Linked DNA regions of Capra hircus: region 1 is linked to region 2. A link is a contact called in public Hi-C data. All regions are on one chromosome and are shown on one strand. The core of a region is the stretch at or near the end of the contact, and the rest is flanking DNA. Distances in the headings are between cores, read along the strand shown. Region 1 holds the start of MRPL17 (39S ribosomal protein L17, mitochondrial). Region 2 overlaps DNHD1 (dynein heavy chain domain-containing protein 1).

Region 1 (5,052 bases), core at 2,244-4,743, 140 kb after region 2:
TTTGTTACATTTTGAGGAGAATGGGCATAACTTGTGAAGCTAGAGCCTGAACAGAGAAACTTTGCAAGTAGGAGGGAATTTTTACTATATATGGGCCTCACTCGGGAGTTTGGAATTTATTAAATAGGTGCCAGCATGGATTTGGGGGCATATTCCACCTATTTAGGTGAAGACTTGCCATTTATAGGCCTGATTAGTGAAACTGCTATACTGTTATTTCCCTGGTGTTATCCCAGTGTTTATATTCAGTCCAGTCCAACTCTGTGACCCCATGGACTGCAGCCCATGAGACTCTTTGTCTATGGAATTTTCCAGGCAAGAATACTGGAGTGAGTTGCCATTTCCTACTTCAGAGGATTTTCCCAACCCAGGTATTGAACTCGTCTCTTGCATTGGCAGGGGAGTTCTTTACCACTGCACCAATCCCTGAGCCTTTAGTAAATGCTTTAGGGTTCACATACTCTATCTACTATATAGGCAAAAACATTAAAGAGGATGCAGTGTCTCTTGAGACCACTGTGGCACTGGACATGGCCCATCAGGCTGTGAGCTCCTTGATGGCACAGGTTGTTTCTTCTCAACTCTATATCCTAATGTGTAGCCCAGGGCCCAATATATGGCCGACACTTGCTAACTAGGACATCCCTAGTGCCTAAAATGATGCTGGGTACTAGCAGATGCTGAATAAAACACTTGGGGAACTACTGAAAGCCCCAAAGGAAGGTATATTTCTCGGGCCTAAGAGGAAAAGATGTAAGAGTCCAGTCATAATCCACCTGATACCAACACTTAGAGATGTGGTTTTAATTTTAAAGAAAGTGCTTTTTCTAGGAGTCAAGGCTGACTCTAAGATATCTGGCTGAGGGGAATGAGTTAGTGCCAAAAACGCAGAACGGGAGCAAATTTTTTTTGAGGAGCATTCAGAGTTAAATGTTACTCAATAAATATTCTAAGAGTCTACTATATGTCACTTAAAATATAATGTCAGAAAAAGGTTTTTTTGTAACAGTGCAGAAGACCAACTGGAGTAGAATAAAAGAGATGAGATCTCTGTCAGGGGGCAGATCAGTTTCTCACTTAGGCAGCTGACCTGAAATGAGACCAGAGCAGCTGGCACTGAGGCGTATCTGTCTGCTAGACTGGGGAGCCCCCCACCCCCACCCTTATTATCTCAAACAGTGTATGGGTTTGGTGGGCCAAATACCCTCTGAAGGTCTGCCCGAAGATAAAAATCTTTTTTTCACTGTACTAGAAATCTGGGATCTGCTAGGCCCTGCTATCCCGTATTCATGCAGGGATGATAGCTCCAAGACTTCCCATGACTATCTCCCAAGTGAAGCCTGTGAGTGTGAGGGATGGGCAGCCTGGCTGGGCCCAGTCTGGCTTCGCAGTTCCTAGTGCACATAAAGGAACTTCCTACTTCTCACATCCTGACCATTCTGAAGACGGATTTCCTTCTTCCGAGTTCTCAGAGAGGGCCAGATTTGACAACAATGAAAACTTCCAGGAAATTCCCACGTATTTAACTTTCTAATCTTTCTTCCACTTCTACCCTCTTCTTCACCCCTCCATTCCCACCCTCAAAGGAAGGAGCTTATCCTGCAGTCAACATCCTCTGCTACATGCTTCCACTCTCCTGGCCAGGTTGATGGTCCTCTCCTCTGAAGTCCGTTCAGGGTTTGAAGGGAGCACTTGAAGGTAACATGTGATCCTGTCCAGAAACAGAGGATTGGAACCTTGAAGGTTCCTAGGGTGCCAGATTATTACAGAAAGTTCACTTCTAGATGTTCACCCTCTAACCCTTCAGGAAGTAATCTTTTAAGAAATCCCGGGGGCTCAGTCTCTGTGCTAGATAACAAAACTCAATCACCTATGGGGGCCACTTTGGAATTACAGAATACATGCCCCATATAATCAGGCATGAAGAAAAACAAAACCGTGTTAATTCAACACAACCCAGATTAAGAGCCAGAAACATGCCATGAATTTACTGCCTCATACAGACCGATGTAGAGTTCTCATTCTCCAGAAATCCAAAGGGGGGAAAACAATCAGTTTACATACATACAATGATTTTTACCTATTGTGCAAAGAAAAGGGTATCTGGCTCTCAGAAAGTTCTGGGCTCCAGACTCCAATCAGAGAGTCCATTTTACAACTCAAGCTCCAGTTCTTAGAGCTGAATAGAGCTCCCAAGGCCTGTGATCACGGGCACTGATGAGGGCCACATGCCCTTTGGCTTCAGTTAAACCTCTGGTGTTTGAGCTGGGTGGGAACTGCGGGTGCTTGCTTCCTGGTCCTGCCGCAGCCCCTGAAGCAGCTGGTTTAGGAGTGTAAGGTTGCTGTCTCTGCGTGGCAGGGGCAGGGGTGGGAGACAGTTTCCTCTGTACTCAATCACTGCCATTTTGGCCCGATCCTGCTGATTCCGATTTGGGATCTGCAGCATTCTCGTGTAGCCCCCATTCTGACCTTGGTACCGAGGGGCCAGTACTTGAAACAGCTTTGGGATCAAGTCTTTCTCCTAGACGGGGAGAGTTTTCCAGGAGAGAGCAGAGTCAGGCACCATCACCGACACATTAACTTTCAGCATCCCCAAAGGTAGGGTTCAAACACACACACACCCACATCCCTTCCCTCACCCTCTGACGTGGCATTATAAACTGATCAATTATGGGCAGTTGTGTAGACTGAGATTCACGTTGAACTCAACGTAGGACATATATCTCTTACTTAGTTCACATTTGTCCGTAAGTGCGTGCCTTAATTTCGCCCAATTCCCTTTCCTCTAACAACTCCCTTCCACTTAGGAATCAAAGGATAAGATCTGGGAAGTGGACAGGATGCACTCACCGTGAGCCAGAAGTCCGCCATGCGCATGGCTCGTTCGTTGGTGTCTCCCAGCTTCCCGTAGTCGATGAGCTGTGAGGACACAATATCACTCACCAAAATCCGAGCAAGAAAGGAGGCGTCAATCTTAATCTTCTAATGCCAAATTGCAACCAATTCATTCCATACTCTAGCAAAGCATGTCGCTAATTCAGGCTGCCTCTAAACACGCTGTCCTAATCAGGTCTCCATTTGAGGGGCCACAGGAGTAGGTTCAGCTCATGGTAATGAGACTTCGGGCCCTCTTTACCAGGGCGGTCCCAATTCTTCCCCAACTCCAGCCGGATCCCGCCCCCTCAGGCCAGACCTAGGAGAGGCACAAGAGGGTCACGCCCCTTACCTTCTCGGCGTAGCCCCTCAGCTCGTCCACGCGTGCCCATGACGCCTCGATGCGTTCGTGGCGCACCAGTCCCGTAAGCAAGTTCTGCAACAGGTGAATGCGGGACTCGGGACCAAGGCCTAGACGGCGGTATACGCGGCCGTGGGAGACCGCGGCGGCGAACGACAGCCGCATGTCCCCCGCTGCTCCCGACCTCTGTGAGGCCGGAACTGGAAACTTAGAGACGCGGCCGAGAGGCGGAGCTTAGAGGACCCACGCGCCTTACGTAGCTGCGTGGTGGACGTGTTTGCGCATGTGTATCAGAGCCTGCCTCGTTGGCAGCCTTGGGGAGGGCGGGGACGGGGCGTTGACCTCGTCCGGAGGAGGAGAGACGGGCGGAGTTTGGTCTTTCGAGCGCGGCTGGTTTGCCCGGGAACCAGGCGCCCCCTGGTGTGGAGTGAGCAGGCCGACGGTTTCTCTGGTGCTGCGACAGTCGTCAGGGGACCCCGCGCTGGGAAGCTCAGCTTGGAGCTGGCTTGTAGCGTGAGGACCTGAAGAGGAAAGTGCTTGGAGGTGTTCCAGTCCTTCAGGCCGGGGGACCTGCTCTTTCTGAGGCGCGGGGAGTCTGACACTCTGAGCGTGTCAATTTTGAAAAGCAAATTATTTTCAGCAGTAATGGCGAAATGAATGGAATAACAATGATAGGAAAGAAATAGAGATGGTGAAAATTTTCTTTCCTTGAAGTTGTTGACTGGGAAAAAAAAGCACAACGTAAAAGTTGAGAGTTGTTTTACCTAGCAGACAAAACTGAGGACTTGATCCCACGACACAGTAGCTAAGATAACTCCGAGAGGCTATGGTGGCAGAGGGGGTTGTAGAAGGGGTTTGGAGTGGGTGGGGGGCAGAAAATATAAGAGATTTTGCAGGGAAGACAGGGTAGTTGGAGCATCAAAAGATTATCTTAAAGAAAGCCAGATATCTCAAGGGATTTAGTGCTTTTTTATGTATGAGAAGATGGAAGAGTCTAGGCTCACTGAGATCATTGTTTTGATATGCATCCCAGCTATTTGGGGCTAGTATGAGTGAGTTGGTGATGGACAGGGAGGCCTGGCGTGCTGCAATTCATGGGCGACTGAACTGACTGACTGATCCTGTTTTCTCATCCCGAGTCTCCTCAGGTTGCTCCATTCAGTGAGTGGCTGCAGTGTCTGATGATTCACTGGGGAGGGTTATGTTTCTGTCCTGAGTTTCCTTGGGGTTTACTGTGGTGGAGAGGAGGGTCTGCACAGGCTGATGGCTGCAACATCGTTTCTTTACTGATGTGGCAGGTGACATTTTTAATCCACAAAGCAAATCTAAGTGTTAGGTAGGTAGAACAGGGGAAAGGAGTCCAAAATGGTGGTGGCTACAGACAAGGAAAGGAAAAGCCCGTGAAAATGAAATAAAAGGTCCGAGGACTGGAGTGAGGACCTCAGGTAAAACAAACAACACTCCTGGCTGGCCCAGTTTACATAGGACAGGCCCAGGGAGAGATAAACATATAAATAGAGGAGCCAGAGCCAGCTCTGTCTCTCTCTCCTGCGCTCTGGGGCGCTCTTCTCAAGTCTTTAGATCGACGTGCCCTCACACCTTGAAGATGGATTTTCCTGCTATCTTCTAAATAAAATAGAGCTGTAACACTGATTTGTTTAAGAGCTATAACACGGTTCATTTGAGACCTGAGAGCTATAACACGGTCTATCCAAGACCTGAGAGCTGTGACACGCCGAGGGGGCTTTAATATCTGTCACTCCAAATCTTTGTTGTGAGGAGACAAAGAATCGAGGAGCATACACTCGCGTGACATA
Region 2 (4,955 bases), core at 1,620-4,119:
AATGTACAGAGGGTTCAGGCTAGCCAAGCAGGAGCAGGAGGGCCTGTGATTGACCTGCTTTCTTTCTGACCCTGGTTGCAGTGGGCTTTGCTCCACTCTTGCTCAGGAAGTCGGTGTTCTTTCTAATTTGTTGACTTCTGTGTCCCTAATCCAAGGTCAACTGACCTCTTTAAGAGGAACAGATGGAGAGAGAAAAGTGCTGGGTTCAGGACTGTGACTCTGTTTTTACCGGTTTGCATGACTTCATATCACTGAGCTTCAGTTTATTTGTAACATGGACATAATAATGTAGCCATTCACTGGGTTATGGGAAGGAGGATTAAATGAGATACTATTTGCAATATTCCTAGCATTGACTATGGCATGTAGCAAATGCTTAATTTTTCTTTCATTTCACCTTGTTCCCTTCTGTTCACTTTCATCCTTCTTTCATCCTTCTAGTTTTATCTATTTATCCTGCGACTTTGCTCCTCTTCTATCTGGGCTCCATTTAATAGAGAATGATAATGAGTTGGCCTCAACAGAATCTTGAGTTCATACTTTTCTCACCCATCTCCCTAATTCCACCACATCCAACCTGTCACCAAATCCTTTCCATTCTTCTGCCTCCTAAGTATCTCTCAAATGTCTTTTCCCATCCATCTCCAACTTGCAAGCCGGAGGAATCCTGGTATTTTATCAGTCCACTGCTCCCTCTTACCACATGGTGTCACTGTTGAGCTCTTGGTCTTCACCAACCTGGTGCTGCTGTTCAGAAAGCAGCACCATTGCGAAGGTCTAGCTACTGTCAGAGGCCAGTGGGACAGTTTGGAAAAGGATAAGTTCACATCTTTGTGTTCTGTTCAAACTTGAGTACACTTTGGAGGTTTTCTCGTCTTGGTTTTCTCAGTTTCAGCTCTTGGTGCCAATTCCTATCGGTTACTTTCTTCAAAACCCCATCGGATCCATTCCTTTTATGTCTCAATTATATGCATCTTGTATATCTCAAAGATGCTCATGAAAGATGAGTCAGTTTACTTTTAACCCTTCAAAGCATAAAATATAACAAGTTGGAAACAGGCTGCCAGAGTCTGAATCCTTGCTCTACCATATGAGCCATCATACTGGTATTATTCCTGTCCTTGGCCACAGTGGAGTTGTTCATATTGCCAAAGCCAGCTTCCAAGATTATCTTCCGGTCGCAAATCCACCTGACAGCTTCTTTCCTTTAATCCTTAAAAAATAAAAGGCAAAGTGCACACTCTTCTTGGTCCTTCTGCCACAGCAGATGCAGTAAGACTCCTCAGATGCAAACTGTTTATCTGTGGTGGGCGTTCTGCTGATCATGGACATGGTGTTCCCTTGCCTTTGCGCATGCTTTCATCCACTGGGTGTGCCCCTGGGAGCCTTAACCACGTTAGTACAGTCAGCTCCAGTGCCCCCTGGGGACGCCTCCCCCAGTCTCCTCAGGCTTCCTTCCTCTGCACTGAGCCAGGTTGAGGGCTGGCTGAAGAGCATTTATTGCACTGATACGTGATTGTCCATTTATATGTTTGTCTCTACTGCCATATTGTGAGCTTTTCTGGGTGAGAACCTTTCTGTCTCTCTCATCACCCTTGTCTGCTGGTGCCCAGCACGGGCCCCAGTGAACTGCAGCTAATGACACCAGGCAGGGGTCCAGTATGTGTCCAGTGACTGAGGGAACCAGTTCATGCTCTGGCTTCCCCTTCAACCTGCTCTCAGTCCAGCCTCCCCTGGATGCTCCCTGGCCACTACAGCCCCTCACGCCTCACTCTCTCCTGTCTTCAGAATCCAAGCTGGTAAACATCAGGAAGGACATTCTTGAACAGGTACAGAATGAGTGCCAGAGCCGCAGTCAGCAGCTAATAACAGAGCTCACAGGTTTCATGAAGGCCTTCCAAACCATCAACTCAGACATCCACTCCATCGCATGGTGCTCCCAGAAGGTGGGTGCTCCCCATCCTTCCTCTCCAACTTATCCAGGGCCATCCCGCTCATGTGCTAAGCACACTCCCTTCCGGTCTCTGCTGAGCTCCCAGTGGGGCTGTATGCCCTTAAACTGCATTCACCTGTGTGACCTGCCCTGGCCAGTTCTCACCCTGTTCACATGGTCCTCAGTGTCCTCATGAAATGGGGAGGCCCTGATGTGATGAGAGACAGTCCTGCTTTCAGAGAGAGAGTTCTACTCTCTATATGTTTAAGTAGAGATCCATTGCCCTGTCCTCAGGGCAATGACTTGATGGAGGAGGAGCTGTGCTGTCTTCAGGGAGACCTTGGTCAGATGGGGATCTGCTCTTGGACTGCCCTGATCTCGGCGGGTTAAAAGGCAACTGCTAGGACCTGGAGCCTCTAGCAGGAGGGAGTGCCCCTCAGGATGGGTGCAGAGAGGTGCACAGGGCTGTGTGGGCGCTGGTCTCATGCTGTCATCCCTGCAGCTGAATGAGGCCAACGAGCGGTACGCTGAACTGGAGGAGCAAATGGAATACACGCGGTCACTCTACGAGCTCATCCGCAACCACTTTGGCCTCTTCAGTGCTGAGAATGAGGCACTGGACATCTCGGTGAGAAGGCATCTCCTCTGCCCCACCCGCTGCTCCTCCCCCCAGCCCCCAGCTCTGCTTGACCGCCCTCTGCCTGCCCCTCAGCTTATGGACACGTGGGAGTCATTCCAGTATGAGAAAAGCCAGGCCTCAGAGTTCCTGCTCAGCAAGCGGCATGCCATCGTGCCCAAGCTGCAGCAGCTGATGGCCACGGCACTGGTGGAGCTGGAGGGCATGATTGAGAAGGCCCTGTCTGGTCCGTTCATGGACCCTGCACAAGAGCAGAGGAACACCGAGCGCCAGCTCATCTCCCTGGAGCGTCAGTACCAGAACACAGTCAGCAGCCTCTCTGACCTGCACCATGCCTACACTGCCTTCACTGGTACCCAGGGCCCCGCCCCCTCCGCCACCACCACCCTTGGGTGGCGTGATCCTGGGTGGTGTGATCCTGGGTGGTGTGATCCTGGGTTGTGTCCTGGGTGATCCTAAGCAAGTCTTAGGAGTCACATACCTTCATTTTAGTCTCTTTCAATGCAAAGATTGCAGGACAAAATCTAAACCCATTGGCTATGTCAAGTGTTATCCTTAGGGTGGGGATAAGCGTTGTGCCTAGACGGGAGCTCATGGTCTGGAGGAGAAGGCAACTAGGTGAGTGTTCCATCTGAATGTGATGGGATCAGAGGGCTAAAAGCCTGCGCAGAGAAATGTAAATGTGTTCTCGTCGTAGTCTTTAGCCTTTGTGTAGCCCTGTTCAACTCAGGCCTCCAGCAGGCAGCAGGTCCCAGATGAAAACAGGTGTGGATGCTCCGTGGCCACTGCTTCCAGCCAGTGTGGTGGAGAGAGGCGGCTGCTGAGGGCTTCCCTGGCCCCAAGGGGAGACCCGGACCGAACTCCTGGTCTTGGCCCTTCTGTGCAGTGTGTGGCTGGGCTGGTTCCCTTCTGCATGGGAAGGACTTTGTGGGCTGCAGGTTCTTTCCTCAGGTGCAGCCACTTCTGTCGCTCACTTGTATCCCTTGCAAGGGATATTGCTTCTGAGTTGACTCTTAGCCAACTGCCAACTGTTACCATCTCTGACTGTGAGGTCCCCAATCCCAGGGAGGAGACACTCTGGGACCATCCTAAAACAAGGGACTTTTCCTTTGGTCAAGTACTGGGGGACCCTCATCCCATGCAAGGCAATGGCACTCCACGCCAGTACTCTTGCCTGGGAAATCCCATGGACGGAGGAGCCTCGTAAGCTACAGTCCATGGGGCCGCACAGAGTCAGACATGACTGATGTGACTTAGCAGCAGCAGCATCCCATGCTCTAGCTGATGTAGACCACAGACCTTGGCCTTTCCTGCTAGTGGTTGGGAGGTTTGTGGAAAAGTAGAATACGGGACTCTGGCCTTGCGGGGTTTCACCTGGAAAACTGCACAGCATTGATTTTATTTCCTTTTTCCACCCCTGTCTCTTCACCAAACTCCCAGTTTTTATTATTAATACAACACTCTAGGATCTTAGATCTAGACCATTAATGCTACTGTTTATTTTCCATTCTGTGTCTTTTATTTTACTTGCTATCTTTGACATTTGCTTTGTTCTATAACTGTGTTAACAACTATTTTGACATCTAAGGTTGAATGGTTTTGTTTACCCACTTCCAGTTTTAAAAATACCACATCTTTTTAGTTTTTTTCACTTCTTTCTTGGATGGCTGCAGTAAATCTTTGAGTTGTTTTTTTTCTAAGAAGGGAGTTGGAGGTGTTAGAATTTCTAAGCTATTTATGACTAAGAATGACTGTATAATGTCCTTATATCACAGCTTGGCTAAATATTAGATTCTGAAGTCAAAAAATTGGCTCCTCTGTCCTTGGGATTAAGAGTAGTCAAGAATGTCAGGGAGGGTGGGTAGCAGTTCTTAATGGGGGGGGTGGGCACTGCCTAGGTCTCATTCAGAAACTGACGTTTGATCAAGGACTCGAATGTGGTAAGGGAGTGAGCCATATAGTTCTCTAGAGGAGAGTGTTCCTGAGAGAATGAGCTGCCAGTCAAAGGCCCTCAGCAAGAAGGAGCAGGGCTGATGTATCTGAGCAATAGTGAAGGGTGGTGTGGCTGAAGTGGCCTAAGAGAGACGGACTCTAATCAATAGAAGAGGATGCCTTCCCTTTCATCCCTGTCACGTTTTCCTAGAGTTTCTTTTCCTGGACTAACTCTCCCTTGGTTTATTGTACTGAACAGTTTTGGACCCTGCCCCCCACCCCCAGCCTCATCCCCTGCACTTTCAGGACCCTCCCTTCTGTCATTATGGGATCTTGACTGATCATGCCCCCGCCTGACCCCCGGGCCTGTCCCACAGGGGACGAGAGTCCTGTGCCCTTGCCAGTCTGTGGGACCCGCCCCATCGTGCAGCAGCAGCACATCTGGCACCTGTA

What was found. Hi-C and Micro-C count contacts between places; a contact is called where the count stands out from the background.
Region 1: a contact with region 2 is called in a Hi-C map of blood, with 3 times the contacts expected there. The contact joins the promoter of MRPL17 here to the enhancer-like site in region 2. A contact is called at or near these places in 2 of 5 Hi-C or Micro-C datasets (both in blood).

Annotation. Positions count from the first base shown.
Region 1 is chr15:35,955,352-35,960,403 of ARS1.2, forward strand. It overlaps MRPL17 (39S ribosomal protein L17, mitochondrial), which reads right to left and starts at 3,494. Exons shown (of 3, transcript XM_005709644.3): 1 at 3,227-3,494; 2 at 2,851-2,919; 3 at 1,922-2,521. The coding sequence starts at 3,400. The coding sequence ends at 2,246.
Region 2 is chr15:35,818,947-35,823,901 of ARS1.2, forward strand. DNHD1 (dynein heavy chain domain-containing protein 1) reads left to right here. Exons shown (of 42, transcript XM_018058917.1): 12 at 1,789-1,946; 13 at 2,436-2,922; 14 at 4,880-4,955. Among named protein-coding and RNA genes, the nearest start is that of DNHD1, 31 kb to the left of the region's middle. Within about 2 kb of position 2,870, at least 1 of the 5 cell types and tissues checked has an H3K27ac peak or open chromatin away from gene starts, as enhancers often do.